Regions from separate parts of the Gossypium hirsutum genome. Here region 1 is linked to region 2. A link is a contact called in public Hi-C data. All regions are on one chromosome and are shown on one strand. The core of a region is the stretch at or near the end of the contact, and the rest is flanking DNA. Distances in the headings are between cores, read along the strand shown.

Region 1 (4,693 bases), core at 1,160-3,659, 39 kb after region 2:
TTACTAAGTAAAAGATTTTGAAAGGACTTAATTTGGTTTCAAGACTCATGAAAGATCGAGTTTCCATGGAATATTTTCCAAACACTGGTGTAATTATCCTAGCCTATTCATGTTATTGATTGTTGAATTTTGTGTTTTTGCTACTAAACTCATGTCATACATTTCACTTCATACTTTGCATTTAGATTAAAATTGCATTAGGGATCATCTTACATTTAGTAATTATTTTTACATCACACCACTAAAAAATATTGTGTTCTTATCACTAGATTGTTAACTCTAATTTTACAATTAATTGATTATCATACACAGTCCCTATGGAGACGATAACTATTTTACTTACTTAGTATTTGATAACGATTGTGTACACTTGCACAAACCTAAAAGTTACACTCCCCATTTCCTTTCATAAGTTCACCTATCCCATAAAGGTTTTTCCCCATTTATCATGCACATCTATTCATCATCTATCTTAAAGTAGTACTAATAAGCTTGTCATGACTTAAAAATATTATTCATGTATTCCTTAGTTCATGCAAGCAGCATATCATCATTTATCACCCAAAAGCAGAATGCAGAAACTCACATTGTTTCCTTATACTTGCCATAGTGGCTTGCCCAAATGCTATTGTCTCCTTAGACCTAGCAGCAGTCCCTCTAGTTTTCTCATTCCTGGACATCCATGCCTACGACTATTGTAGCATGTAGAGTCTCTCGTGGTTACAACCTCTACTTTTTCAAGATAGCTAAAGAAGAAGATAATAATTTTAAAGAGAAGATTGTATAAATAGGTTAAGGAATTCCCCCTTCTCTCATCCTCCTACCTATATATCCTCATGGCATGATCTTCACAGACCGTCACTGCCACACAGTACTAATTATTGTGTTTCCCATTATGTAACTAGTTGGTCCCAATCTAACCAAACCAAATTAGGAGTTTATATTTCCCCTAACTAGCCACTTAATTCTCTAAATTTTTCGCTAATGTCCCAAAATTTCCATTACTATTCAATCAGCTCATCGACTCTTCCTTGAGTTCAAATATTTTATAAATTTGGGTGTGATAACTCCCTCACCGTAAAAGAAAATTTCACCCTCGAAATTTTTGCTCAGGGTCAATCTAAAGCAGTCTCTAGGTAATTGTCCTTCCTAGGATAACCAATTAGAGGCTAACTTCCCTATTCACCTAGGTGGTCTAGCCTATTCCCAACATTTTAAACCACTCTTCCTGAATGGAAGATCCAGACTTTTCACGAGTAGAGGCCATCCGTTAAAAAGTTATTTCTTGGCCTTCCTGGTGGAGCATTTAGTGTACACTACATCAGATTCACTAGACTGAGTCTATTTGAGCATTTATTACTTCTTGCGGATACTTAATAAATGTTTGGCTCTGGTGGACATTCCCACTTTTCCTAATTATTAAGAGATTCAAGAAGAAACCCATCCCCTTTTTACAGGTGTCACCCACCAAGTTTGGGAATTTGTATCGTCTGAGTTATTTCAACCAAACTTCCCTTGTACATTTGACTATTTAAATTGAGGCGTGAAGTAAGAAGGTGTCTTGTTTGAAATTTCACATCTCTTCCTTTTCGATTAAGTTACTCTAAATTTTCCTTCGGTTATACTTCTCTATTTCCCACATCTGATTTTACTTTCTTCTTTCCTTGACTGTCCCTAATAGGTTTTTCAGGTAATTTCTAAAGGCCTTCTCTTTTTCTTTTCATTTCTTTTCATTATTCGCAAAATGGTTAGGATTAAACTTATTCATCATGAGGGGGTCATCCACCACAGTAATGGTAGTAAGAAGGGTCGTGGTGGTAAGGATCAGCGTGATGGGGTTGGGCCTAGTTCCTATGGAATACATACTCCAGTGAAGACCTTCCCATTTCGTTGTACTACATCCTTGGGGAAATGGTCCATTAGAATAACATCTGAGGAATTCAGCTTCCTGATTTTTCCTATGATTGCAACCTTGTTTAAGGCGAGTGTCGATGGAGCGACAGCTCCAATAACATCATTCTTTCGCTTCATCTATCGAGGTCGAGTTTCATCTCCCCTTTATTTCTTTCTTTTGCGTTGATCTTGATGAGTATGGGATCACACCTGAGCAACTTACTGGCTTTTCTTAGTGGACCTTGGTTGCCTATTTCATCAATTGTAGCTTAAGGGGCGAGCCACCCCTTCTTGGCATTTTCCATTAATTATGTTAGTTAAAGGTAACTTCTCGAGGAGCCTTTTGGCCCATTTTAGCACTTGTCAAGGGTATGAGCCCATAATTAAAAACTGGGCTTCTCACATTCACCTGAATATAAACAAATTTAGTAGAGTGAGGTATAAGCTAAGGGGTGGGTTTGGGTCCCGACCCAATGGTCTATTCCTCTAGACCATGTTTGTACTCGTATGTAGTAACTGGATAATGAGACTACGAAGGTTTAGTTCTACTGCTTGAAGGTGGGCCGCTCTCTTGTATTTGAGGATCTTATTACTGCGAGAAATGTTTCCATTTTTTCTTAGATATTCATAGGCCCAATGGTTACAAGCCTTTAGTAAATATTTCTGAGGTCATTTCTCAAGTCTCACGCCCTTCAGATGTAGTGTGGCCCTACAAGGCTTCTCATGACTTACCCGTTGTTTTGGTCGAGAGGAAGGAGGAACCTTTAAACTTATTTTATTTTTACTATAGGCTATGCATACGCCCCTAGTCCATTCCCTCTACAAGGGTTGAGGGTGAGTCCCTTAGATAAAGAATTTTGTTCCTCGTATGGTTGATCCTGATTTTTCTTTTGCAAGTTTTGCTCAATCGTCCACTCCTTCTCAGATTTAAAACGACATAGATGTTGATGCCATCATGGAGAGGGTTTTGAAGGCCATTGATGATACTGATGCGAGGGTGCAAGTAGGTGATAACAACCGTAAGAGGCTGAGGAATGATGGGGACTCTTGTAGTATAGAGAAGGGTAGTGGCAGTAAGTTGATTCGTCGTAGAAGAAGCAAGATTCCAATTACTTCTAAGAGGGACCCTACTCCGCCTGTACCCTTGGCTTACCGCGAGAGTCAATCTGAGTCTATCACCACTTTTACAGACAGCTTTCCTCTTGTTTATAGTCTTCTTAAAATAATTTCTATTAAACTCATACAAAAAACTGACACTTAAACTCATACAACGACACCACTGGCTCACCTACGAACCTTAATCCTTCTAACCCCGTTTTCAGGATTTTACAATCCTAGTGAAGTAGGTTTAAATGTTTATGTTATAATTGATTTGCAATAGAAGTTAACTTTTAGGTGATGAAGCAATTAAAATATTGTTGAATATGGCATACATGTTCTAATTAGCATTAATGACTTGGTTGGTGAATAATTCATAGTATGAAATGTAAATATTAATTGTTGTTTAAGTGTTTAATGTCTTGATAAGAAGTTGTAGATGGATGTCTGAATTTATGTGGTATGTTTTGATGCAAATTGAATAGGTAAATTGAAGATCGTGTGTTAGTCTTGATTGGAAACCTTGATTTAGGTACAAAAAATGTGTATTCTAGCCAAGTACAGTGACTTAGTGGTCTGTTCATGATATTGCGTTACCGTACCCACGTTATTGCGATATCAATCCTATTTTATTTTGTAAACATTTCAATTTGGTCCTCAAGTTGGGAAGTTTGGCTATTGTCTTCGAAATCGCGATACCATGCCCTGGATATTGCGATACCCATCTAATACACTTTGAAGATTGGTTACTATCTTTGAAATTGCGATTCCAAGCCTTGGATATCGTGATTCTCACTTGATATACTTTGAAAATTTTCAATTTAGTCCTAGTTTGACCTCGAGATAGTCTTGAGCTTTCTAAGCTTGTAAAAGACTCGGGAAAGACTATTTATTGTGTTATTTGCTTATAACCTTTGTGTTTGTATGTTCAATTATGTGAATTGTATTAAATTTGATTGTAGTTGCTCCGACAACAAATGTGGCACCTTATAGCTCAGAGCTGATGATTGGGTCGAGTATTGTGTGTTACAGACCACCACTAAACTTTACTAAATGAACAAGCACGAAACATGCATACGCAATTTAGCTCTCTGATAACCATGCGAACTAGAAGGGCGCAGCTTGAACCAACGACCTCAACCGTGCAAGTCGTTTAGATCCGATTACTATTTCCCTTGACGGGATCCAACTCACTACTTAATTGGACACGCCAATGTGTTCTTCGGTAGATCAAATACAACTTTGTGAGATAATAGTGTCTATCCCCTAAACTGGAGAAACAACAAATATTAAAATGAAAGTTTTTAAGTACAGGTTTAGATCTCACTACTCTCTATTGGATTATTTATCGACCTAAAGCTAGATGAAAATTTAGTTGCATATGGAATTTAGCATAATTAATGGAGATGATTTAACAAAGTTTAACTAAAGTACAAATAAAAGAAGGAAAAGTGGGGGGTGAAGGTGCAATATTGCGCTAAGGAGAAGAGAAACATAATAGCATTAGAGGAGAAAATTTTCACTTCAATTGGATTGAATCAAAGCAGAACAAAAAAAAATGTAAGAGGCAAAATGGTGTGTGTGTGTGTGTCCCTACGCAATAAATAGGTAATAAAGATAAAACCTAACTTTAATCTTTCTTGAACTCTTTAAACTAATCTAATCTAATATTGAATAGTTATCTAAAAATACCAAAAGATAA
Region 2 (4,815 bases), core at 1,314-3,813:
GATTTTGTGAATTACAAATTTTAAAATTTTCTTTCTTAGAAAAAAATATTAAAATTAAAATAACTAATAACTTAAACATTCAGAAAAACATGATTTCTCTCTCTCTCAAGTATGGAATTAATGCTAATTTCGATAACACATATAAAGAAATTATTTACATGCAAAATAACATTAAAAATAAAAAAAACTCATTTCATCTAATAACTTAGTCTATGCATGATGTAATAATGTTAACATTGTGCAATTTTGTATGGAGCATGCATGAGTTCAATTTATTGTCTCCACTAGCACATAGTTGGGAAAATCTACTACGTAGTTATATATATATATTTGATAAATCTTGAATGAGCAAATCAATGTAAAAAAATATGTCCAAGTTAAAGACTTAAATCGATTCATAATATATTTGGAGTCTGAATCTCATTTACAATAACAATTATATATTCTTATTCCCAAGATATAACCCCTTTTATATATTAAAAGAAACCAAACACGTAGTATAGATGGTGAACTCCTCAAAATAGAGTCTGTCACACAATCTAGGCATTCTATTTCTTTGTATTAGTTGGAATTTATCCGCACACATGCACATACGTATACATATTACATATATTCAGAGAGGGGTGGAAGAAATAGCAGTGGAATATTGAGCCAACTCATAGGAAGCAATACTCAACCTTTTGCTTCAATAATTTCATTAATTTCTGTAGGAAATTACAGATTTAGGGATTGATACATTTTAATAGACACTACGAATAAGACTACAAACTTTCATTGTAGGTGCAAGCATACAAATAAAATGAGTACATAACATTAACACAACCGAGCAATGAAAGAAAGAAAAAGGAAAAATAAATACAAGCAACCGTAGAAAATCTAAAAACATCTAATTTCAATATGCATATAAATTTGCAGTTTGATCTGCTAAAGTTGATGCAGATAATGATAATGATTGTTGAAAGAGTTTGGCTCATTCCCAAAACCAACCATTGCAGATATGAGTTCGGTTTCCCACATGTCGCCATGACTCAAGTTCTGAGAAGATTCTGCGGCTGCTGCTGCCTGTGCCACCAAATTATTAGGTTGCTGCTCTTCTGGGTGTTGATTAACAAGCAAGTTTTCATTAATCAATGAATCTAGAAACGAGGAGAACATATCTTCATTGCAATTTTCCATATGATCCCCTTCGTTTCCATGGCTGCTTGGTTCCCCCATGATAAGAGTTGCACTTTCAGTATAATGCCGTTTCTCCATGCTCTTATCAACCTGTTGGTTTTGAGATTGCTGCTGATACCCATGTTCCAGGTTAGTCGGTGTACCATCTTTGGTAGTGTTTGTAGTTTTAATGGTAATGGTTTTTGATGCTAATACAGAAGGATTAGGGATAGGGGGGCTAGGGTTTGATTTTGGAACAGGATCATGATTAATCTGTGGTGATTTATCGGTAATAAGGTTCAATGGTTTATGGGTTCTTGGATCTATTCCTTGGCTGATCAGCTTCTTGCTTAGATGGGTATTCCAGTAGTTCTTTATTTCATTATCTGTACGCCCTGGAATCCTACCAGCTATCAGTGACCACCTGCAAGATTCAAAATGGAACAAGTAAGAACCCTAAATAAGAGACTATACAGTATTTAAAATAAAACCCTAAAGAAATGAACACAAAAACCTTAAATTTAGCTTCTTATCAATAATTTTAAACATGATCCCCAATTTAATAGCGTGTAAAACACAAAACCCAAACAAAAATTCGATCTATTTCTGCACGTTCTTACCCTAATCATTAGAAAAAGCAGAGAAAACAGTGTTTGTTGTTGAATGTTGGAGATATATGGATTAATATTGTTAATCTGGGTACCTGTTACCGAGCAGGCGATGAAGGCGAAGAATGAGATCTTCTTCATCGGGAGCAATACGACCTCGTTTAACAGAGGGTCGGAGATAATTCATCCACCGGAGACGACAACTCTTACCGCATCGAAGCAAACCAGCTCGTTTAGGCAAAGTCCGCCATCGTCCTTCGCCTTCCCTTTTGATGTAGTTGGCTAATACTTCATCTTCTTCGGGCGTCCATGGTCCTCTCTTTATCCCAACTTTGCTGCAACAAGGAGTACCCTTGCTGCTTGTTGAATTACCGACTAAACTTGGGTTCTTCATGATTTCTTCAACTATATATGATCCTTTTTCTTGAGTTTTTGCTTTGGGGGATTCTTTTTGGATTGGTTGTTTTGCTGGGAAATGGAAGATATCAAAAGTTTAGGATTTTATAGGATAGGAACCGAAATGAGGAAAGATAAAGAAAGAACGTGCTGAAAGAGGAAAGAGTAAGAGATAGCCTGAGACTATATACGAATATTTTAAGCGAAACCTGGAAGGAATTAAAATGGTTTCAACCAAACATCTCATTCATTTTTTAAAAATAAAAATAATATTATATTCATATTTAATATATTTTCTTATCCAATTTATTTAATATGTTTTTCTAATTCAATTTATTTTTCAAGTAACCCAAAATGTTAAAAATCTTTGAATGTATGGAGAAAAGAGAAATTATTTGGGAAATTAAAAAGTAGAGTGAAATGTTGATTTTTATGATCATTCTAATATATGTTTTTCTTTTTTGTTCAAACTCGAGTTTTATTTTATTGAATTTTGTTTAAATTTATTTATTCTAGTTGAAATTTTAGATCCATCTCGGTTATTAATTTAATTGTACTTTGTAATGTTGATTTTGATCGTAATTATTCTTATATATGTAATTATGCTTCTTTTTTTGGAATAGATATTTCTTTTATGTATTTTTATATTTTTATTTAATTTTAATAAACACTTAAATTTTAATATATATTAGAATAAATATAATTAATTGATAATTGATAGCTAAATAAAATTTTAAATAAATTGTTTTATTTAATAAAGGTTTATTTTGATGAAAAAATTGAATTAGATACCATACTTATTTAAGAAAGTAATACTTCATTGATTCCTTAGTATTATAGTCAACTTTTTTATATGAAAATTTTTAATTATATATATATATATATTAGGGAAACATAGTACCGTCTGTTAATGGATTTTGAAGACGTTGAAAATCAACTAACCATATGCATTTCATGAAGTATTATTTTCTATCTCCTTTTAGGTCAAATACGGAAAAAAAACACAAGATTTTCCGTTGCCTTGTTAATTTTATGACACATTGTATAAAATTAATTATTTTTCTAATTATATCTGAATATTATTATTTTTATTAAATTACTTTTTAAAATAAAAAAATATAATTACATCCTTTGTCTGCCTAACATTTCAGATTTGTTTATATTTTTCTTATATTGGAAAAGAAATTTTTTTTAGTAATTTTAGATTTTATAAGTAGATATATGTCTTAAAATATATTAAAAGAATAAAAAAATTTAAAAATATCAATTTTATTAAAAATACTATTTGTTTTATATATTGACTTAAAATCTATTATAACAAATAAATGTTTTTTTAATTTACATGTATAATTTGTAAAAGCAAAAATCGTATATAATTTATATAAAATTACGTTGAATTAAATTAATTTATCTCTCCACTATAGTTAGTATATTGTTGACTCTGCTTTTACTACTACTTGCATTGTTTGAATGGGCGGCTGTCATGCTGACATGCTGACATGTCAAACTCTTCAAACAAAAAGTTGAGGTGAGGCAGTTCATCATTTTGTACTTTTATTTTGGATAAGAAAACGAGTAAGATGAGGTGGGTGAATTATCCAAAAATATTAAAAATTATGAAAATTTATTGAATTAAGTCGGTTTTTTTTTTTTAAATTTATTGGGTTAGCTGGACCCCTTTTCCCTAATAGCTACCTCGCAATGGTTACTCTCAACAGTCTAATTCCAACAGCTCCCTATATCTATTTTATTTTCCTATTTAAACTCTTAATTTCTTTTACTTTTTCAATTCACTCTAAATTCTCTCTCAATTCATTTTCAATACTCTCTCAACTCTCAATTTTTTTATTAAAATTGTATTAAGGTTTTTTAAAAAACTAATTTTGTAATACAATTTTTTTCTGTATTTATTAAAATTATTAATGGCAAATTCTCTAATTCATTTGGATGAGAAGCACATTTCGACCGTTCAATTGCAAATGGTAAGAAATTTTTTTATTATATTTAATCTAATTTAATTTAATATTTTGTTGTTATATTAAAAAATTTGGGAACGTATATTCACAATCTATCCGCTCTTCCATCGTCTTTAATTGAACCATACTTGAGAGATGCAAGATTTTTGCACGTGGCCCGTATGTGTAGGGGGTATAAATTGGACTCTACACTTATAGGCGCGTTGGTGGAAAGATGAAGGCTTGAGACAATCTTCCATGCGGCTAGTGTACTATCACACTTGAGGACATACAATTACAGCTCAGGTTACCGGTGGATAGGCCGGTTGTGACTGGATCAATTGTCGCTGCCGATTGGAGACAATTTATGGAGCCCAGATAGATTTGTTGGGCTTGATGCGGAACTGAGTGAAGTTGAAAGAGAACAACACACTCGGGCATACATCCTTAGGATTATTGAGGGTCTTTTAATGCCCGATAAATTGCGAAATCTTGTCCATTTAAGGTGGTTCCTAAAACTTGTGGACCTTAGAGAAGTAGGCTGACTCGGTTGGGGGTCAATTGTGTTGGCGATATTGTACTGAGAGATGTGTAGGGCGACGCAATCACAAAAAATTAAAATAGATGGTTGCATGCTCCTATTGTAATCATGGGCATGGTACCTAGGGGTGAATAAAATCCGATTTGATTCGAAAAATTTG

What was found. Hi-C and Micro-C count contacts between places; a contact is called where the count stands out from the background.
Region 1: a contact with region 2 is called in a Hi-C map of leaf, with 2.9 times the contacts expected there. The contact joins the enhancer-like site here to the promoter of LOC107891716 in region 2. A contact is called at or near these places in 17 of 34 Hi-C or Micro-C datasets (anther, callus, cotyledon and 5 more).

What each region holds. Positions count from the first base shown.
Region 1 is chrD11:52,697,077-52,701,769 of Gossypium_hirsutum_v2.1, forward strand. No RefSeq gene overlaps it. Among protein-coding and RNA genes, the nearest start is that of LOC121223104, 32 kb to the right of the region's middle. Within about 2 kb of position 2,410, at least 9 of the 9 cell types and tissues checked have an H3K27ac peak or open chromatin away from gene starts, as enhancers often do. A contact at or near this core is called in cotyledon, fibers, hypocotyl and 1 more, where this site is marked.
Region 2 is chrD11:52,657,627-52,662,441 of Gossypium_hirsutum_v2.1, forward strand. LOC107891716 (transcription repressor MYB5) reads right to left here and starts at 2,564. Exons shown (of 2, transcript XM_041104110.1): 1 at 1,859-2,564; 2 at 679-1,579. The coding sequence starts at 2,157. The coding sequence ends at 925. It overlaps LOC121223103 (a long non-coding RNA gene), which reads left to right. Exons shown (of 3, transcript XR_005920493.1): 2 at 996-1,602; 3 at 1,873-2,067.